Regions from separate parts of the Zea mays genome. Here region 2 is linked to region 1. Evidence: chromatin contacts called from public Hi-C data. All regions are on one chromosome and are shown on one strand. Each heading gives the region's core, a stretch centred on a gene start, on an enhancer-like site or on the middle of the called end of the contact. The rest is flanking DNA. Distances are from core to core; before and after follow the strand shown.

The links. A called contact is a pair of places that touch in the nucleus more often than the background predicts.
Region 2: a Hi-C map of leaf shows a contact between it and region 1, with 6 times the contacts expected there. The contact joins the promoter of LOC100191361 here to the enhancer-like site in region 1. A contact is called at or near these places in 3 of 25 Hi-C or Micro-C datasets (ear, endosperm and leaf).

What each region holds. Positions count from the first base shown.
Region 1 is chr8:16,057,757-16,063,486 of Zm-B73-REFERENCE-NAM-5.0, reverse strand. No RefSeq gene overlaps it. Among protein-coding and RNA genes, the nearest start is that of LOC103634840, 40 kb to the right of the region's middle. Within about 2 kb of position 3,081, at least 18 of the 20 cell types and tissues checked have an H3K27ac peak or open chromatin away from gene starts, as enhancers often do. A contact at or near this core is called in ear, endosperm and leaf, where this site is marked.
Region 2 is chr8:16,410,445-16,416,174 of Zm-B73-REFERENCE-NAM-5.0, reverse strand. It overlaps LOC100191361, which reads right to left and starts at 3,331. Exons shown (of 12, transcript NM_001136795.1): 1 at 3,143-3,331; 2 at 2,081-2,160; 3 at 850-928; 4 at 133-214. The coding sequence starts at 3,208.

The DNA.
Region 1 (5,730 bases), core at 1,832-4,331:
CAAACCTCTGTTGCCCTATCCACCGCTGAGGCCGAGTATGTTGTCGCAGGACAGTGTTGCGTGCAACTACTTTGGATGAGGCAAACCCTCAGGGACTTTGGCTACAATCTGAGCAAAGTCCCACTCCTATGTGATAATGAGAGTGCTATCCGCATGGCGGATCATCCTGTTGAACACAGCCGCACAAAGCACATTGACATCCGGCATCACTTTTTGAGAGACCACCAGCAAAAGGGAGATATCGAAGTGTTTCATGTTAGCACCGAGAACCAGCTAGCCGATATCTTTACCAAGCCTCTAGATGAGTCGACCTTTTGCAAGCTACGTAGTGAGCTAAATGTCTTAGATTCGCGGAACCTGGATTGATTTATAGCATCCATGTGTTTTATGCCTTGATCATGTTCCTTAATGCATTTTGTTGATTATTTATGGTGCTCAAGTTGTACAAGCACTCCCCGGACCTCACAAGTCCATTTGCAAGTGATGCACATATTTAGGGGGAGATGTGCTACAACTTGACCCTTTGAGACTAACTGTGTGCTTGAGTTTGCTTAATTTAGTCTCAAAGGAGGTTTGAAAGGGAAAAAGTGGACTTGGACCATGCAAGACTTCCACTCCACTCCGATGAAAGAGTAACTGATTCCAAGTTCATCTTTGTACTCTTATTGCCTTTTTACTCTTAGTTGAAGATTTTGGTGAGGCAATGGGGTTAAGGGGCCAAGATTGATCCCGTTTTGGTGCTTGATGCCAAAGGGGGAGAAAATAAGGCCAAAGCAACAAATGGATCAGCTACCACTTGAGAATTTTGAAAAAGTAGAGTTGGAGTTTTTGTTTGTCAAAATACTCTTGTTTGTCTCTTATGGTCAAAAGTTGATCTCTTGTGGGGAGAATAATTGATTATGGGAAATAGGGGGAGTTTTTGAAATCCTTGATCAATTTCTCTTTGAACAACTCTCTTGATGTCTCAACAAGTGTGTTTGACTTAGAGATAGGGAATTGAGTTTGATTTTCAAAAACAAACCAAGTGGTGGCAAAGGATGATCCAAATATGCCAAATTTGAGACAAAACAAATTTGTGTTTTCATTTGCATTGATGTTGCACTTCTTTTAGTTGCTTTTTGTTGTGTTGGCATAAATCACCAAAAAGGGGGAGATTGAAAGGGAAATGTGCCCTTGGGCCATTTCTAAGTATTTTGGTGATTTAGTGTCCAACACAAGTGCTTAAGTGATAAACTATGCCAAATGGTGGATAAGGTGCAAATCAATACAAAGGTATGATTCTAGACTTAGTATATTGGTTTTTGTGTACTAACATGTTTGTCTAAGTGCTAGAATCAGAGAAAATTCAATTGGAAAAGCTTGGCTCGAAGCAGCCAAAAGTCTGCTCAGTCTGGGTACACCGGACTGTCCGGTGGTGCACCGGACAGTGTCCGGTGCGCCAGGCTGGCTCTGGCAAACTGGCCGCTCTCGGGAAATCGTCGGCGGCGTATGGCTAAAATTCACTGGACTGTCCGGTGTGCACCGGACTGTCCGGTGAGCCAGCAGTCGGTCGGGCCAACGGCCGGCCGCGTAATCCGCGCGCGACGCGTGGCAGAGCCAACGGTCAAAAGGGGGCACCGGACTGTCCGGTGCGCCAACGGCTCTGAACCGCCAACGGTCGGCTTCGCCAAAGAAGGAAAGAAATCTGCACCGGACAGTGTCCGGTGGTGCACCGGACAGTGTCCGGTGGTGCACCGGACTGTCCGGTGTGCCAGGCGACAGAAGACAAGAATTGCCTTCCTGGAATGCTCTCAACGGCTCCTAGCTGCCTTGGGGCTATAAAAGGGACCCCTAGGCGCATGGAGGAGCACACCAAGCAACCTTTGAGCATTGTTGATCATTCACACTTCATTCTTGCACACTTGTTCGACATTCTTAGTGATTTGAGCTCCGTTCTAGTGAGAACCTTGTGATACTCTTTTGAGCTCAAGTCTTGGTCTTGTGTGTGCGTATTTGCTATGGATTTGAGTGTGTTGCTTCCCTCCCTTACTCTAGTGCTTCATTGTGATTCTTATTGTAAGGGCGAGAGACTCCAAGTTGTGGAGATTCCTCGCAAACGGGAAAGAGTAAAGTAAAGAAGAACACCGTGGTATTCAAGTTGATCATTGGATCACTTGAGAGGAGTTGAGTGCAACTCTCGTCCATTGGGACGCCACAACGTGGAGTAGGCAAGTTTTGTACTTGGCCGAACCACGGGATAAATCCTCGTGTCTCTTGTGCTTGTCCTTATTGTGTCTATTGTGCTTCACAAGAGCTCTCCTCTCTACTCACTTGATTTCATTGTTCTAACTCTTAATCAAGTTAGTGGTGTTAAGTTTTAAGTTTTACAGGATCACCTATTCACCCCCCCCCCCCTCTAGGTGCTCTCAACGGTCCGGTCGTGCACCCTGGACGGTCCGCGAGGACGCTGAAAATACATTTTACCGAACCCGTCACCTTCGGGTTTTTTCTGGTTTTCACCGACTGGACGGTCCGCGCCTGAAGCCAGACGGTCCGCGCTTGGTCTCGGACGGTGCTCGCTTCTCCGTTCGACGATCCGTAGAGTAGACTTGTGTTTTTGCAGTGTTCCTATCCGAGGTTCACCTTGGTGCCGCGGATGGTCCGCCGCAATGGCCCGGACGGTCCGCGCATAGGTGTTTTTCCAAAAAGCTTCTCCTGTCCGGAATAATCTACGGTATTCTGGACAGTCGATTTAGAATAGTTGTAGATGAACTTATGCACCTATGAAATGATCAACTAGGCATATTGGTTAGTCCACAAGGTTTGTGATGGTCGTCAAACACCAAAATCGATTATAGGAAATATTGAGACTATTTCCCTTTCATTCCGGGAGAGCGTCTGGGAAGTCTCGATGGAGGTGTCCAAATCCCGCCGGAGCTCTAGAGGATAATTGTTACACTGAGCCAGGGCTGACAAAAACCAAATAGACAAAGAGGAGGAAGCAACGCGTACCTCCCATTTGGGCCTTCAGGCCTTGGGCCTCAGATCGCTCGGCCTCCAATTCCTTTGCAAGGAAGTCGGCTCGGGAGGAGGCCTGGGTGGCCTAGCGGCGAGACTCATCTCATTCGCCAGTCACCACCAGCCAGTCACCACCAGGAGGCTTTCCTTCAACTATTGCACCTCCTCCGCCAACGGCGACACCTTTGTGTTCAGCAGCCGCACCTCCTCCTGAAGCGGCTCCACTCTCCCGCGGATAGCCGTGACCTCGTCCTTCAACTCCACGCACAGTGAAGTCAGGTCCGCGCCTCGGCGCTCTTCAGGGCTAGCTGCTCGTTTGAGCGATACAGTAGGCCCTGCTGGCGCTGCAGCGCGGCCCAGACGTCACACTCACGACGGATGAAGATGGACTTGGCAGCAGATTTCGCCATCAGCCCCTGAGAAGAAAAAAAGCAACATCACTACACCACTCGTAGAAAGGGACATCTCACAAAGGGTTTCTCAGGCCGCTTCGAGGGGCCGACCTCCTCGACACTTGCCACCTCGAGGCTCCAGACAACAACCGAGGAGTCGGGGATGGCACGCAGGAGGTCCAAGATGGTGGGTGGTGCCCGGTCGACATTGCGTCCGACACCCCGCCTCCTCCCCGGAAGAGACGGTGATGGCCTCGGCCAAAGTCGTCGGAGGCGCCGCAGCCACCTCGACGTCTGTAGCACCCTGCCCAGTATGCCCACCGAGGGCAAGCTGGACCACCTCGGTGCCCCGCTGGATGGCCTCCACGACAGCGTCGAGCCACGTGTGCGAGCGAGTCACGGCCTCGGCCAACGTCCCACACCAGACTTCACCTCCTTAGTGGCAATAAAGGCCGGCTTGCGGGCCTTGCGCTTTATGCTGAAGCATAACAAGACAAAAAGTCATAAGTAGAACTCAAGGACAAAGAAAATACTCCTATGGTTTAGCGGCGTACCTGGTCTGGGGTACGACGGCCAGCCTCTGCCCCGTTATGGGCACCTAGAGCGGGACGGCAGCCCTCTCATCCACGAGCTTCGTGGCAGCCACCTAGGGCGGGGCGGCTGCCTTCTCCTCCACGGCCACCACTTCCTCTGCAACTGCAGGGACAGGGCCTGGCTCGCCCGACACCCGCGCCTCTCACAGGGACGCTGTTGTCCCTTGTGAGGGCACGTTCGTGCCGCTCGATAGACCCACCGAGGCTGGCTCAGACCAAAGTCTGGCCTCGGGACTGAAGCCCAGCCGGACCTCCATCCCCTCATCGTCCTCCTCCTGCGTGCTGGGAGAGGGTTCAACGGCAACCCCTCCCTCGCCTGCGCCCTACGACACTTCTCCAATGTGTCACGGGCTACCCTCTTCTCGTGGGCCCGCTTCTTGTCCGCATCTTTCTTCTTCTTCTCCTCGACGGCCAACTGACGCATTGTTCGGCCGGCAACGTCCTCTAGAACTGGAGGTCGGGCGATTCGGTAGTCCTGCAGCCTCTGGGAAAGGGAGGAGAAGGATGAGATGGAGAAAAAAGGGAAGAGAGAATGGAAGGAGAATCTGAAGACTCACCAGGGACACGTAGCCTTGGTTGGGGCGCATTAGGACGGGGGCGGTGTAGTCTGCCTTCCACACCGCCCCCTTCACCCGCCAGAGGAGTTCGTTGGTGGAGAGGGTGTCCGATGCCATCTGGGAGCTTTCTATGGAGGCCACGACCGTCATCTCGTCCAGGCAGAGCCGACACTCGGTTAGCAGCAATACCCTCCTCCGATGGGAGGCGGCGATGACTCTAACCGCGGTAAGTCCGCGGTCCCAAGCCTCCATAGGGCGTCCAGCTGCACTGCAGCTGGACCTGGTGCTCCCGTGGAGCGCTCACCGCCAGTGTTCCATCGCCGCAAAGACGATGTGCTACGTATACACTGGCTGCTGCCCGTCATCGTTGCGGAGGTAGAACCATCGGCCCTGCCACCCTTTGTTCGATGAGGTGAGGATGGCAAGGATGTACAACTGCGTCTGATCCGAGCGCAGCAGAAGCGTGCAGCCGCCAACCCGTACCATGTTGCGCACCATCATCACGTCGGTGGAGAGGGAGAACGGCTCCGCCCGGAATAGGTGGAGCCATAAGTCCCAATGGGACTCAATCCCCATGTACTACTCGCAGACGGCGACGAAGTTGGCCGCCTGAGCGATGGAGTTGGGGTTGAAGTTGTGAAGCTCCACCCCATAGTAATGCGAGAGCGCCCGCATGAAGCGACTCGTAGGCACTCTGGACCCCGCTCGTGGAAGGGGGTGAAACTCACCACATAACCCGCAGGCAGAGACAGTTCTTGCTCGTCGCCTGGTGCAATCCACTCCAGCTGTGGCCCGTGGGAGCTGGGACGGAGCAGCCCGATGTCCACCAATGCCTGCAGGTCATCGACGGTGATAGAGGAGATCGGCCATGGGTCGTGGGGAGGAAGGACGCTTAGTTTCTCGTCCATCAGAGCTAAGGAAGAAGACAAGAAGAGAGCGCAAGAGTTTTTGTGGCTAGGGCAGGAAAGCAAGAGCAGAAGGCAAAGAACGAAAGAGCCCTCGGGCGGATTTATAGGGGCGAACGGAGTCACCGAGATATGGGCCGAGCCACCCCGAGTCAAGGCCAGGAATGGGTTGGGTCACTTCGAATTCCCCACGCACGCGTGCTGCAATGGTCGGCCTACGGGCCAACGCGTCCCGTCACATTAAATTCTCGCCCTTCCTGTCGGGATGACGTCGGTCAGCAAGCGT
Region 2 (5,730 bases), core at 2,082-4,581, 350 kb before region 1:
ACAAATGATATACTGTACAAATGGATTGGCTAGATAAGTGAAGGGAAAACAAACTGAAACAATAGGAAATATTTAGATCATCAATAGAAGGAACTTATGTATTGTGCTCCTTTATAAAAGAAAAAAACTGACCAAAAATTTGTTCACTATATGGAAGCTCTCCTGTGATGAGGGTGTCAACAAAGAGGACAGCAAGTTCACCACCACAGGTAACCTGGAATTGTTGATAATAATGTAAAGACATTGGGAACTTTTACCAGTAAGGAAAAATGGAAGGATTTCAAGTTCTACATGCTGCTGCAATGTGACTTCTACCATGGATTTGGTCCAAATGCAATTTAGGTTGACACAACACATAAGCAGATAACAGAAAAATCAGTGTGCTACCAATGTCCAGAAAATCCAAAGCACCTCGCTATAGTACAGCAAGGTATCCTGCTACCATAACATCTGTTGCCAATTAAATAGCAAAATGGAATGCACATTTGTAGAGTCTGTTTTATAAATAATTTCAGGAGTGCAAAAAAGAAGGCAAAATTAAAACAGGAAACGTTAGCAGCCTGCTGCAGAGGAAGCAACAGCATGCATGAAAATCTAGGTTAAGCTGTTTTTCCTTTTTGGTTCTGCAGCCCATAAATTGAAAAAAAAAGGTTAATAAAAATGTGTGGTTAGGTAAATGTTACATAAAAATTAGGAAAACTCACAATGATATTGAATCAATGAATATTCTTGGTATAAATTGATGGATTTCTTGGTATAAATTGATGGATTTCTTGGTATAAATTGATGGATGATATCAGCTGCTAACAACATTTGTTAACTCGTACTTGTACATCACAAGAAAGTAACCTGTCCATGCTTCAATTGAACCAAAGCGCCTGACTGAAGGATGTCCAAGGCTTCTGAATACTTCTGAGCAGCAATATACCTATATAAAATATGTCAAAACAAGTTAAGATGATCTACAATCTACTAATTATTGGTATATTGTGATCCCTACATTCTCCCCCAGCTAATTCAGGTAAAATTGTACACATCATTCTGAGCTGATTATTTTTTTAGTTATCTGATATATTTTGATCCTTTAAACCATTGTTTTGTGTTAGAGTAGAACACTAACCAGTTCAACCCAAAAGTTTAAGCTGATGGAAGAAGGTAATCAATCCACTTATACACTTCAACACCCCTGACTCACGTGTAGCCGGAGAGAAAGGCGCAAACGTGGAAAATAAATGGGTGGAGACACAAATAAAGCATCTGCCACCTCTGACTTTGATACCATGTTAGAGTGGACGCACTAACCAATTCAACCAAAAAGCTTAAGTTGATAGAAGAATGTAGTCAATCCACTTATACAATTCAACATCCCCACCCACGTGCAGCCAGAGAGAAAGGCGCAAATGTGGAAATAAATAGGTGAAGGCACAAATAAAGCCTCTGTCAAGATTCGAACTCGAGACTTCTGTCTTTGATACCATGTTAGAGTGGACGTATTAAACAGTTCAACCCAAAAGCTTAAGCTGATGGGATAAGGTAGTCAATCCATTTATACACTTCAACATTTTGCACCCTGTTGAATCTTATTAGTAAATTACATATACATCTTCAAATAACATCATTTTTTATAAATTACCAAACCAAATCTGCACTATCCTTCTGGCTTAAGAAACATGGGCATTTCATGTATGAATAACATTTGTCCACAATGCAAAGTCATTGTTCTTTATTTTACTTGAAATGTATATAACTATGACCTGCCATGAGCACCTTCAAGACGCCATATGAGTCAAACAAATGACAAATAAGTGAAATAACAAACCAATCTGGCTCTTGATCAGGGAGTCAACTTGAAGTAATAATGGTGTGGAAGGTTGATATAATCATGTTATAAGAAACTTTTAAATAGATTGAAACATAAGGCTGTTGCGAAAGCTGAAAGGGCCTCTAGCTGGTTAGATGGTCTGATTAGCACTCCTCAGGTCCTAAGTCCGACTTCCATGGGAGCAAATCTCATGTTGAGTTAAAAAATATCCTCGTCTAGAGCCAACCATTTGTTACTAAGATAAATAATGTGTAGTACCTTGCACTGGTTGACTTGTACATTTGTTGAGCTTCATAGAAATTTCCTCCATCCACCATACTCTCAAGCCTTTCAATTGTCTGATGCACATAATTCACAATTATTAATTAATTGAGTAAAACTCTACAGGACCTGTGCCTAAAATACAACATAATGATGCCAAGGGAGCACAAGCTCGCATAACAGCTGATGCTAAAAGGGTGCAGTGAAATACTTTATAGCATATAGGGCAAGGTTTTGTCACTAAACCCATCCACTTTCTAACCTAAGGCTCATTAGTCGAAACACACACAAGCCAGTAGGTGGTAGGCCAAGTACTCATGAATATTTACATCATTGAATTGTTTTTTCAAAATCTTTACCCCCTTAATGGATAATGATTGCTTTCTGTAGCTACAGAAATTTCAGAAGAGAACTAGAAAAGTAATATTAAACGAACGTCCAGAGTTTAAATAGGAAATTGAATAAGGCCATGTTTGGTTCCCTGGAATTGATAGGAATTGGAAAGTAATATAATAATGAAATGGGAAGCATTTGCTAGATATTGGTTTGAATTCATGGGATCCAAACAGGTCCTAAAAGAAATCTGATTTCTAGTTAATAACTGTGTTTGGTTTTGTACGAGTAAATGGTGCCAACCTTGGGGAAGATAAACTATCAAATATAGTGGTTAGGTTTTGCAACCATATGGAATTCTGGTGTTCATATAATTATTATATAGGACTATTCGTCGCTTCCTTTTTTTTCCAACTGGAACGAGAAAAGTGTACAGCATCCTTTTTGCAGACAACTAGATTCAACCAAGAGAAACTCAACCCCGTTGTAGATTTTTTTTTCGTTCCCTTGAATGCTTGCCGGCGCCGCCTTGCATTGGAGGTCTTCAGCAAACCCTAGTTCCAACAAATTGGCCATGAGTTGGTTCCCCGAGATCCAACTCGCCCATCGCACACACGCCCGAAAGACACAAACGATCGCACTAATGTGGGCACGCTCACCTCACCCGCGGGGGCCGAGCAGAAGCCCGAGGGAGGAAGGGATGGACGGGGAGAGGGGGTCCCTCACCTTCTCAGGAGGAGGCAGGTCGCGGCGCGCCCTCATGCTCCCTCTCATGCTCAAGGACCGCGACATGGCTCCGCGGCGGGCTAGCCCCGGCACAGGCGGCAGCAGGGAGGACAGGGGGCAGCGGTGGTGGGTGATCGGAGTCGCCGCGTCGGCAACCCTGGGGTGAAGAGGACGGCGTGGCCGCGTGGCCTCTGGCCTGTGGCTCTTGGTGTGTGGTATAGTTGTACATGTGGGCCGGCCTGGCCCGGCACGGCACAAGCACATCTAGGCACGACCCACAAAGGCACAACCCCAATTGTGGGCCGTGCCAGCACATGGGCCGAGCCAACGGCCCACGGCACAGCACACAATTACTAATGTGTGTCAGACCGGCCCAAAAAGACCAAAATACCATAATGTGTCAGATCAGCCCACATATAAAATGCAACAATAATAATACGAAAACAGAGGTACTCAGGTACAGAACATATATGACCAAATAAAATTGAGCTATTTTGTGGCTGCCTCATTAAAAACCTTTGGTCATAAGGGAAAAAGAGTACATCTAGCTCAAAAATAGTAATCAGTTCAATGTTTCGAGAGTTTAGTTGAGTAATACAGCCATACATACGAAATACATATACAATGATATAATCCTACACGGCCACATGCACACTAGTCACTAGGAGCATCTTGATTATCATCACCATCACCATCTAGATACTGATTCTCGAAGGCTTGTTGAAGCTCTGGATTCTCCAAGTTGTGTTGTTCTCTATCGTCGCTCATCTGCCAATCCTTCAAACATGTCAAGGTCTCCACCATCTCACTAGTTAGACAACGTCTCCTCTCCTCAAGCACCCTGCCAGCAAGACTAAAAACAGATTCGGAGCTAATAGTTGAAACAGGTACAGTTAGAACATCCTTAGCTAAAATGGAGAGAATAGGGTATGTATTCTTATGCTCACGCCACCAACTAAGAATATCAAAATCATCATCAAACACAGTAATTGGATCACTGTCAACATACATGGACAACTCAGAGACTGGACAGAAATTAGAAGGCGAAGAAGTATGGCCAACAGAAGTAGTAGTAGTTCTAGTGTTAGAAGATGAAGTACCATAAATCTTACCCCAAGCAGATTTCACTTTGCTAGTACTTACGGATTGAGTTGCCCTTTGCAACCTGGTGCCACCAAATTTGCTAACATCCATATGTAGAGTTCCATCTAACATCCATATCCAAACCAAATTTGCGAGGACGAACATCCATAGCAGCACAATAAGATTTATATGCAGCGATGCGTTGGTTGGAAGCATTTAAAAATGATATTGCAGTTCTGAAATCTTCAACATAAGGTTTCAAACGCTTCAAACCAGATTTTACAATGAGATTAATTATGTGACATGCACATCTCTGATGCAAGAATAGAGAACCAACATAACCAGAGAATCTTGGGCAGTGTTTGGTTGAGGAGCCAAGTAGAACGGAGCCGATACATCCCTAATTCTAGGAACGGAGCCGCTCTGTTCTGTGTTTGGTAATCTGGAACGGAGTGGCTCTGTTTTTTGTTTGGTTGCAGAGTGAACGGAACGGAGCGTGACTGTGAGAGCGGGATGGGAACGGAGCGGCTCCGTTCGGTTGATTTTTTGGAGCGGAATGGTTCCGAATCTGAGGAGAATATTCTCTAATTGGAGCCATTCCGTTCTAGTTACTTTGTAACCAAACAGCAACAAAACTGGGACAGAACGACTCCGTTCTACTTGGCTCTTCAACCAAACACTACCTTGGTGTAAGGATGTTCATAGCATTAGAATTAGCTGATGCATTATCTAGAGTAACAGAAAAAACCTTATCAATCAACTTAAACTCTTCAACAACAGTTGCAACCCGCTCTGCAATATTAGAGCCACTATGCGAAACATCAATAAGCCTCATTCCAATGACCCTTTTCTCTAACAACCAATCAACATTAACAAAATGGGCAACAACACTAATATAATCTTCCTTCGCATTACCAGACCATATATCAGATGTGAGTGCAACAGATGACACACTAGATTGCAATAGATCAATCAACACGGTACGACGTTGCTTGAAAAACTTAACAAGATCTCTAGTCGTTGTCTGTCTACACACAGAACGGAACCTAGGATTATGAGAGCGTCTAATGTAACGCTCAAAAGCAGGATGACCACCAAAACCCAAAGGAAGATCTAAAGTAGCAATCAAACGACACATTTCAGTACGAGCAGTAGCAGCATTATAATCCCATGAACGCACAGAACCATCACCATTAAACTGAAGTAAAGATTGTGGCCTACTTGCACGCTCAGCTTTAGATGCACAAGCAATACGATGTCGATGCAAATGACCTGTACCACCCTTAGCAGTTAACTGTGATTTGCAGTAGTGACATTTTGCTGCATACCTGACTTTCTTACCATTAACTTGTTTGTAGAGTTGCTCGAAGTCATTCCACACATCAGAGGTGGTTTTCCTACCTCGCTTGTTACCTGTGTCCGAGCTGCTGCCTACAACAGTTGGGCTTGCACTCGGCGTTGGCGTGAACGAAGATCTGCCACCGACGCCATCCTCAATGGAGGTC